Linked DNA regions of Drosophila melanogaster: region 2 is linked to region 1. A link is a contact called in public Hi-C data. All regions are on one chromosome and are shown on one strand. The core of a region is the stretch at or near the end of the contact, and the rest is flanking DNA. Distances in the headings are between cores, read along the strand shown.

Region 1 (5,472 bases), core at 710-3,209:
TGCACTAACTAATTGGTTTGACACGGACAAAGGATTCGTGGGAATTTGGACATGCAACTGATTATATTCGCCACGGTCCCCGTTAAAAGTGGCAAGTTCTTTAATTGGGTTAGCATCAACTGCAAATACATCACAAGGAGAACTTACGTTCAACTTATTATGGGTAAAAAAAAAAAAAGAAATCCATGCAAAGCAATGCTGGTTAACCCACTTCCAGGTCATCCCCATTGAATCCAGCATGGACAATTCGCATGCAAGCATGAATCAGCTTTGATCAACCCCCAGCCCCTGTCCATTTTATCCCTTCCGCCCCCCCCCCCCCCCCCCACGGCACAACACCCCAACTTGGGTCGAGCGCCTCCGGGTCATGCATAAATCATGGATGGAGGGTTCCAAATGAAGGCAAAGCCGGGGGTGAACAACTGGCAAAGGGTTGAGCAAGTGGCAAACTTTCGCTTTTGTTTAGGCTTGTCATATTTGACTTCGGTTGAGATTTGGAATCGATAGCCTCGCCTGGTCTCTTTGGGCCAACACATCCTCCGGCTTCTGGAGGTGCGCGAAGGACGAGCAAAACGTTTTGCACGCCACAAAAGTCAGCTTAGCTTATTTATTATTTACACGAATGAAACGTGTATGAAACCGACAGAAATGCTACAAGGCGAAGAAAAAAGCAGGAAAAGTCGAAACGGGCAAGAGGGGAAATCCTCCGAGGAGAGCATGAAAATCCCCAAGTATATGTGCGAGTGAGTTTGTGGTGTTGGTGTTATGTGGTTGATTTGATTGCTTTATGCACCCAGTGAGTGGCCGCATGAATTTCAAATGAGCCGTTCATTGGCCCGTTCTCTCGCTATCTTTGTTTTTTCATGTTCGATACTACACTTTGGTTCTGGACTTCCTGCCCCTGAAAGAGTTCCATAACTCCTGCTTTACACTTATACTAAGACTCAGGCTCAGACTCGTGAAAAATAAGACTAAAAGGTGGAGGGCTTCAAACATTTTGAGGCACGACCACAGTGCAGTCATTATCCTGGGCAAGATGGGAATGGAAAACGAGTGGCAGCAGTAGAAGCAGCACCCTGTGCGATATGGCTGCCACACAACGTGTTGCACACGTCCACGAAAGAGGCAGGAGGTTAAAGTTAGCGGTATGCGCTAGCTGGGTCAGTGTTCCTGTAGACGTAGGTGGGTGTTCCCACAGTAATTTGAAATTCATGCGCTTCGTATGTGGAATAAATTCAAGATTTTGATTTGCTGCTACGTGTGGCAAGCTGTTCTTCCTCGCACTCGCCGCCTTCTCTGCAATTGAAGGTGTGAAATCGCACATAAAGGATAATAAAAGTGAAAAGCGTGAGAGGCTGTCAGACCCTATAAAAACGGCAGGCGAAAGCAGGGGCATCAGCTGCAGGTTTCCGCTTTACTTGCGCCCAGAGTTTTCGAAAGAATAAAAATAAATATATTTACGAGTATTCATACAGTCAGAGCCCCACGTTGGGCACTGCAAAAGAAAGTATTGCCCCTCTGAATCGTGTTGATGCCGTTCTGTTTAGCGAACTGTTGTGGCATGTTGAGACTCAAGTGTCTAGGGAAGCAGTAAAATAAAGGTTCAGTTTGTGTCCAACTAAACTACCAATTACAATTGACGAATGGGACATTCAAAAGGTGACCTACGACTAGATGAAAGTTTGCGCATACATTGCCACAGATCTATAGGGTCCACACTGAGTGAAATGCTTAGAAACTTCTTATGCGACTGGCAAACGTAAACTTGGTTGTTCATCTATAAAAATAAAGTTTATCCGCCACGCATTCCTCCCCTAGGTGCTGTGCTCAGGTTACGCCCCAAAGCAAATCATCACTTAGTGGCTCCCCAGGGCAGGATCAAACGCACACATGGCTATGGAGCCGCGCACACATACAGACGCAGAGACACACACATACGGCGAAATATGCTGATTACGAGACGACGAAGACGCCATCTGGCGTGGGTGTTTGGGAGTGAGCCAATTTCAATGACTTTACTCTTATTTATGCCGTTCGAAAAGTAATTTATAGCATTTAACGCCTAAAAGCACACTTGCGATTTCAGCAATTTGCTTGGGTGCGAGTCTGAGCGCTAAGAGATGCCAATGATTTCGAGGACCCAGATACTCGTAAAAAACTGCGCAAGAGTCGCACAAGCTCGGCAAGCACATAAACACGCAGGCATGACTTTCATCCTCGTTCCCGCTGTACTCAAGTTTTGAGTTTACTTATGTTGAAATAGGCGCAGCAAAAAAATATCCAAAATAAGGTTTGGTCGAATAAACCGACTACAAAATACTCACTACAGAATGTAAACGTTATTTGGGATCCTCGAATGCCTTGGATTACGTATCGGAATACGAAGCAAGGGCAATGGCTATTTATTTAGCGGATGCCGTATCAAATGTACTTCTGGGCAGCTAAATAAGTGGTATCAAACTTGTATCTGCATCTGTATCTGTATCTGCAGATTATTGTATGCGTTACGCCCAAAGTGCCAAACGGCTGCGGAGTATCAAAAGGCGGGAGAAGAAAGGAAAAATACATGTCAATGACTTTACAGAAAGCGGAAACTCATAAAGATAAGTGTTGACATGGTTGCCAACATGGCCGTCCTCTTATTCGCCTCCCCACTTTACTTCCTTGCCTCGCTTCTGCTCCTCTAAGTGGCATCTGTCGTCTTGTATTTGTGTCACTCACTCACACTCGCGTGTAGATGGTGTGTGGGTGTGCGTAAGTCGCATTTTCCTAAGATTTTGTTGCTTTTATATTAAGCCTGAGAAAAAGGAAAAGCTCAAAGAAGATTTTTGACTATGCCAACTTGAATATGCTATCCAGCTTGTTTCTGCATTTACGCATTGCATAAAAATCCCAACATTCATACATATGAACGTATGTGGGGTTTAAGATTTATTTCCTTGAAATGTTCACAATCTTATCCCTATCGGGATGGAACGTTATAAGGCTTATATTCCCGCCATTAATTAGGAGGCCGGGAATCTATCGTTGTTATTATTATTACTAAAGCCATGGATGGCAATTAAATACCCGAAGCGAGACTGTATTGCTATGCATATGCCGGGTATTCAACCACGTTGAATGGGCGGAACTGGGTGATCGGGGTCACCACTTGTGGTTCGTTGCCCCGGCTAATTAATGTTATCGCATTTCATGCACCACTTGCTAATAGTTATCGACAAATATTTCACTGTCTGACACTGCCAAAGGCAAAAACAACCGCAATTGGCTTAGATTTCCTTACCATGCCGGCCCCGATCCTTTACTCCTTTTTGCGATCCGGGATACGGTATTATTTAATTTGCAGGGGAGGCAACCGGAAACCGTTTACGGTTTGTTATGCGGTTCATTGGCTGCAGACCGAGGTTCTGATTTCGTATTCCCGGAACGCTTTATTCACGTAATTTATGGCTAATGTCAAGGCAATTGCCGCTGTTTGATTGATGCGATAGAGGGGTAAATCATTGATTTCCTTGGAATACAACTAACATGGCCTCCATTCTCAGTCTCTGATTAATCACAGCTCATACAGGGGTCATAAATAGTAAACTCATTGGGAAGTGAGTGGCAAACGTGTAAGCAAAGTTAAGCCTCGGGGCCTTTTTTCAGTGTACGTAGGGGCGGCCTTTCCGTCCGGAACGGGCCTTAATTAAAAGCAGCAAATGAAATGCACATCACAGGCCTGGCAAACTTTTCGAGAACCCAAAAAAAAAAAAAAAAAAATTAAAAAAGTGTAAAAGAAAAGCGGAAGTTGAAAGAGCGAGTTGCGGAAAAAAGGTCGGAAATAATTACGCGGCCGCCGCAGAAGCGAATGAGATTTTGTAGCTCTTTTGGATCGCCGTGCGCGATTTTTTGGCGCATAACAAAGATTTATACCCCGGCAGAAGGTGAAACATAAATTTGATGCGTCTATAAGTAGCCAGCGCAGCCAGAAGCAAAAGCGGCGAAAGCTAAACAACAACGCTAGGCAAAGTGGCAAGGCAAGGTGGGTGGGTGGTGATATTAAGGCGAAAAGTTTATCCATCCACCCCTCGGAATTTGGCTAAAACTTTTCACTCCTGTTGTTCTCGTTGTTGCTGCGGTTGCATGATACGGGAATTTGTGTGGCCGCCACACACACTCCTTGAACTTTCTGAGCCCCATGAGCTGAGCTGGGGAAAAAAGAAGGAAACTGGAGTATTTAGCCGTAAGTGGTAATAATTACGACTCCGGATACGAGGCCCACGACCCGGAGTAACAGTGGGCGCCACCAAAATGGCCGGCTGGTTTACAGTTACGTTCAGCTGCACACAAGTTAATTAAGTTTAATTGGATTAAAATTATACAAAATTATACAGAAGCTCCCTCTGTCTGGACATGGCCCGCGAAATCTCCATAAAGCACAGGCTGCAGAACGACAGGATAGAGATGGCGGAATATCGATAGGACATTAAATTAAAGTTGAATCAAACTCGTTAAAGCTGAATATGCATATGAAATAAAAACATAGTCAAGCCGGCCAGGCTACTAAACAAATACACCGGCACTGCACAAGTTGACCTCCTAGGGCGACCTGAGAAAATCACAATCCCCACAATGTACAGTTGCCTCGGGGACGCTAAAACTGACGTTCCATCGCTCCGGCAGGGTACCAAAAAAAGTTTCCTAATCAACAGTCGTGACAGGCCCACCACTCCCAGCTGCACTGCTTTATAATGCAAATGGAAAATTCTATTAGGACGAAAGAACGCTTCATTTAATTTACGAGCCAATTTTCCGCCTGTGGAGCAGAGGGGCGCTTTCGCCCCAGGAATGTTGACAAATTCCACAATATGTTTTCTATGGAGCACTTTTTGGCCCGTCCCGGCCTGGCCTGCCACCTAAAACACTCCCCAGTGCACTATTCCTATTCGGATCTCGAAGAGCTTGCAGTCTGGCAGCGCTGCAAAGTATGCTTTAATTTTATGACACCAGCACAACAGCCTCCTTCAGCCCCAATGCTCTTTATTGAAATATTATGCAACAAAGTTGATGAATTTTGAGCCCGACAAACTTCAGCGGTGCACGGGGACTGCGCATTAAGCGAGTCCCGAGTCTCGGCCAGAATTAGGGGACAGGGGGATAGGGACGCGGACCTGGGGAGTGTGGGCAATGACTCTTGGCCCTTTTATCATTGTATCAGGTGTTTGCCAGGCTCGCTCGCTCGCACACACAGGGTGGGGGAACGCCGAGACGGCGGGCCGGGAACATAGGAAAAAATATTATAATAGCAATTGAGAATTACTGATGAGCTCTGCCACCAGGCTGAGGACTCGACTCTGGGTCGCTCCGACTTTTCGGCGAGCTGTCAGCTCACAACAATGTGCACTGGGTGAAACTGGGCTATTCCTGAATTGAAACCATTCAAAAATTCAGAAGGACTAGAAACTAGAGTTTCGCCACAAGGAAAGTTAT
Region 2 (5,179 bases), core at 2,068-4,567, 830 kb after region 1:
GTCGGCTCATGTCCTTCTGAGCTTCCCGACGGCCAGCTCATCGATGATACGGATAGCGATGCTGTTGCTAATGTGCCTGCCGCCTGGAGAGACGGTTACTTTGATGATCCCCCAGCAGCGGCTGCTGGAAGTGCTCCTCTGGGACTACTTTTATCCCGCCTAGGCGCCACTCCTACATCTTAAGCTGTTCGCGTGCAATGCCGTATTGGAACATTTTGTTGTGCTGTCAGAATCAGACTTGCCTAATTCATTAACTTTGAAGACTCCTTTGTCAAGCAGATCAAGGGGCTTTTTGCCCCCGTTTGCACCGAAGGACTTCATGCGTGTCAGCAGCGATGCCATCTGGAGGGCAGGTCCGTCACACATTATTATAATTATCGAGCAGGTTGAATGGTTCACCCATTGCCATGCTGCTGGCCGGGAATGGGATTGGAATGAGTTGAGATGGGATGTGGGGGGTACTGGCACTAAGTGGACACTGAGGTGAACAGCAATCAAAGGAATGAAGGGCATAGGGGGATCGGCCGACCGACCGACCGACCGACCAACCGGAGCACTTGCAAAGGCATCTGTTCCGTTTCAGTGTGGATGGCAGTGAACCATCTGCATCGGTGGCATCGGTGGTATCGGTTCCACTGCGGCGGCAAGTGCCCGGGCAACGGTAAGTAGAAATTTGCGTCAATAGGATTGTTAAAGAGGCTTAAGTTAAATGGGAAAACTTCCGAATCAATGAACCGCAAATTGCATGCGAAATGCCAAAACGAAAATGTCGCCGGCCGTCCAACTGAGCAGTGTGTGCACGAGTTTGCGTGGGTGTCCTGCCAGGAAGTGTGTGTGTGTGTGTGTGTTGGTCTGGATGTTGGTGTGGGTGTGCCTGAGTGAAGTGCGGAAGGAGTGAAGTTAACTGAAAATGAAAATGAATCTGAAACTGAAACCGGGCTAAAGTCGCCAGCCAAATAAACAAGCAAGCGCGTCGCAAAAATGTATTTACACAGACTCGGAATCCTTGTGTCCATTTGCAAGTGGCGTCTTACTTAGAGATTGTCTCCGTGTGGCCACATGGACGTGGCAATAAAATATCTTCGGTCACTTGCGACCGCTTGTAAGTCCGTTCGGTATGGGTATCGAGTCCTGGAGTTTTCCAACTCGTCGCGAGGAATGGGGGGCAGCAAAACATTTCATAACTACGGCTCGATGGTCCTAGTCCTCTCATCGTGCCAATGCCAATTTCACTTCCCTCGACGGATTCAATTTCGCGTCTTCCACGAGTTGCAGGCCTTGCTGCACATACATACTCCTGCTAATCTGGCTGGCGGAGACGTGATTCCCTTCTTGCCGAGCGTGTGTGTGTTTGTGTGTGGGTAGTGGCAGTGGGATTGGACATGCGAGTGGGAATGGGGAGTGGCAGTGGAAGTGGCACTTGAGCAGGCCGGCGACGTTTGTCTGTGTATTATCCTTGGTAATGCATGCAAAGATGCTGCAAAGTAGCTTAATACTTTATGCTCGCAATGAAAAGCCTTTTTACGATCGCATTATGCTTGTACGTACTTATATTTCACTAGCTGTATCATGCGTCTATTCGATACACATCCACATCCACCCCTCCCATATTCATATTCACTTCCATATCCATATCCGTGCCCAGTCGAGGGTATTCCGGGCATCTGGGAATGGGTATGGGGGGATAGGTCTGGGTATGGTGATGTGGATAGAGATATGTTTGTGCGATTGGGGGAGTGTGCTCGCATTAACTTGTCCTGGGCTTCGCCGGCGCAGTTCGTTTTCGCAACTTGTAGCCGTATCGCACTTTACAGCAGGGTGCATGTTGAATGTTCGGCACGGCACCATGTCGTATGAGTGATATCTGCAGTACGTAAACTATGCAGTAAATAAGTTTATTATCACCCGGCTTGGCTCGAATTTCCGCTGGCTGCTTTAGATTTTATATTGGGCCACCCTTCACTGGTCCTTCTCCTCTGGCACTGGTGATGGGTACTGGTACTGGTACTGATACTGGTCTTGGTCCTGGTACGGCTATGGGCACTGATACATGCAGTCTTGTTGCAGTTCCAAATCCATTTTATTCCCCAGCTGATCCAGTTCGAATTGCCCTTGGTTCCGCTGGGCACAGAGGGCGAGTTGCCGTCGAGTGGCCACGTATTTACATGGCCAGTGGAAGTCCACGGCCCAACTGAATATTCTCTTTTCTCAGTTCTCCGGACGGAGCAATCGGTTTTGTCCTTTTGCTTCCCTTTGCATTGTTGTAATTATTTTGCCGGCGCTACCGCTTCTAATTAATACAAATGGTTTGATACACAATAAAGATATTTCAACTTGGCTCGTTACTGGTCGTTGCCGCCCCCTTGCGTCCTTGCTGCCCTGACCGTGTGTCCTCGTTGGAGAAAAAAGTTTTCCCATTTCGGAAAGTTTTTATTTTGTGCTGCTGCGCTGCCTGATTCTGCTGCTCCTGCTGCTTCTGGTGGCCTCCAGTTGCACTGACTATGGCCACGACTACGACTGCGACTATGGCTACCACTGCCCCACCAGCCCACGCAGTTATCTCCTTTGTTTTGGGGCTTTTGCTTTTGCTTTCGCTTTGGTACTCTGTGCTTTCCTCTTCGACGTCGCAACCAACGTCATCACAATCACAATCACCATCACCATCATCATCATCATTTGGCCGTCTCGTCTGCTGCTTGGCTTATGCTTTGTACCCTTTTCGAGGGTATTCCACTTAGTGGAACACTAAGTGAGCCAATATCTTTGACATTCAAGTTGAATTCGCCTATTTGTTCTGAAATCAGGCAAATGAAAGCTAACAGATTCAATGAGGATTTGTACCCACTTTTGGACACCTTCGATCACCAAGGGTATTACCGGCTTCGACCTTCTCAAGTCGACTAAGTGCCCATTGCTCGGCGGCTTCCGTATCTGTTTTAGTTTCTGTTTCTGCGTCTTCATCAACGTGCATTGTTTTTGTGTAATTTTGCAATAAACAGCAAAACAATTTAAAAAAAAAGGACTGTCGACAAAGCAAAGGATGTAACGTTTTGCCAAGTGGAGCGACACTGAGCCAACCGCAGCACTGAACGAAATAGGCAACGCTAAAAACCCAGTTAAAAAGTTGCGTTCGTCCTTCGTCCTGTGCCCATCCTGCCCCCATCCTGTGCCCCTGCTTGGCCTCCTCCTGTTGTCCCGCGCACTTCCAAGTGCGACCAGCCAACTGCTCATCCGCCACTTTTGCAGTGCCCCATGCTCCAGCCTGCAATGTCCCCATCCTTGGCGCCCTTATCAGCCTGCCAAGGGGGAAATACTTTTGGTGCGTTTGTGGATGGCAAATGTTATGCCTTCATTTAATATGTGAACTGGACTGGACTGGGTTGGGTGTGGAGCTCCGAGCTTGGAGCTTGCTGGCGGCCCAGTTAATTTGTTATTGTTAGTGATTGCTTCGGCGGAGCATCGCACAACTCCCTTATTTGGGTATCCACTTTCTAATTGAAATGTATTTGGAAAACTTTGCGTTCAATTTGCATTAAATTCCATTTAAACGAGCCTCGAACTTGTGGGCCTGCTCGGACCGAGGTTCCATCTGCCCGGCTAAGGAGTAAAGTGCCGAATTAAAGTGGCAGCGGCGTAAAAAACGAATGAACTGACGAATTTGCGGAAGGACTAGGAACTAAGCCAGCTTAATGACCACCCATTACCGCTAATTGATTTCAATTAAATCACGCCCGACCAAAACGACTCCACTGAGAAGGAATTGCGGTTGTTCGAGCCACAACAACTTAAACAACAATTACAAAAATAATCAGGAAACAGATCCGGGTACAACAATGGAGCCACCGAACAGCCCCGTCCCCAAGCGAAGAAGGAAATGTCTGAAAGCAAAACAAGCTCAAGCTAACACGAAGCTAGCTGAAGTGATTGTGTGCGCTCCAACGCCTCAAGTGACCAGCCCGGCACTGGGCTCCACTCGCTGGCAGGACTTGACGGTGTCGAAAAGGATTGCCCCGGCGCACACGACGAGCGACCACATAAAGCGGCCATAAATTAGGGCATCTTTAAGCGAATCCAACCCCCAGCCGATGAGCTGCTTGCCGGCGCAAACCGTGCCCGTCGCACTGGCCACTAACAAGCCAACGTAACAACTTTGACTTGCTAACTTGATGAAAACGCCGGCACTGGAGCGGTGTGCTCAGTTACTCTGATGCGGACACCAGCCATCAGCCAACCGCCATCAGCTGGCTGGGTGACTCAGCCTCCACTCCAGCCACCGGCTGCGAAGATTTTCGGATAAAGTTAATTACAGCTCATTGGGAATGCGCTGCTCGCCGGCAAAACTTAAAAAGCTGCCTCGGCCAAGTTCATGTCCTCGTCCTCGTCCTCGTCCTCCCACTTCGCCTCCGTCCGCAGATGCTCGATGCTGATGGAGCAATTAACAATGAAACAACACTCTCTAATTGGATGAAACGCTTTGCAAGTTCTCCGCTATCCGTTATGCTCCGCTTAATAGCTGCTCCGAGTTCTGTTCCCAGTGATTGCCATAATGGGCCGGTCATGTCTGCCTGCGATCTATTTCTATCAGACTGCGAATATTCAATGGAGCGGCGTGTGAATAATTTAAAATCAAAGCAGGAGAGAGCATCGTAACGAGCATCGCGTTTAGATTATCAGCTTATCAAGTGCTAAAAGAAAAGCTAACTAACTCCCTCGATTATCCTTAGCCCCATTGTACGCACCTACCAAGTGATCACATCGATTTCCCTATCCGATTCCGGGTTTAACATATTTTTGTTGCTCGCTTTTGAGGTGGGCGATTGGCCGCATTGCTTTTCGTAACGAAGCTAAAATAATGTTGTTTAATTAATCAAAGGGCTGAGGTTGCCTCTGCCACGCAGACAAAAACATCCAATTTGCTTGTTAATTGAAAACAATTAAGCTGGCCATGGGCTCCTCCACATGCATTCTGCAGTCATCGCATCAGGTGCAGCCTCGCCTGCATCGGGGGCTGTCGAGGATTCGGCTGCCCCACGCGACCCATGCTCCTCCGGAACTTTTCTATTAGACTGTTGGCGCGGCTCGGTCGCTGCCTTTTGGCTGACTGGGGGGTCGCATTTTTCGAGTCAGTTCCCATCGCTTTCAATAGTTTCGCAGGACTATGCCAACCACGCCAGCCACC

The links. A called contact is a pair of places that touch in the nucleus more often than the background predicts.
Region 2: a contact with region 1 is called in a Hi-C map of the Kc167 cell line, with 4 times the contacts expected there. The contact joins two enhancer-like sites. A contact is called at or near these places in 2 of 107 Hi-C or Micro-C datasets (the Kc167 cell line and embryo).

Annotation. Positions count from the first base shown.
Region 1 is chrX:866,647-872,118 of dm6, forward strand. All of the region lies in intron 3 of CG43867, which reads right to left. Among named protein-coding and RNA genes, the nearest start is that of CG11664, 6.3 kb to the right of the region's middle. Within about 2 kb of position 1,960, at least 11 of the 39 cell types and tissues checked have an H3K27ac peak or open chromatin away from gene starts, as enhancers often do. A contact at or near this core is called in the Kc167 cell line, where this site is marked.
Region 2 is chrX:1,697,969-1,703,147 of dm6, forward strand. No RefSeq gene overlaps it. Among named protein-coding and RNA genes, the nearest start is that of a6, 4.7 kb to the left of the region's middle. Within about 2 kb of position 3,318, at least 6 of the 39 cell types and tissues checked have an H3K27ac peak or open chromatin away from gene starts, as enhancers often do. A contact at or near this core is called in the Kc167 cell line, where this site is marked.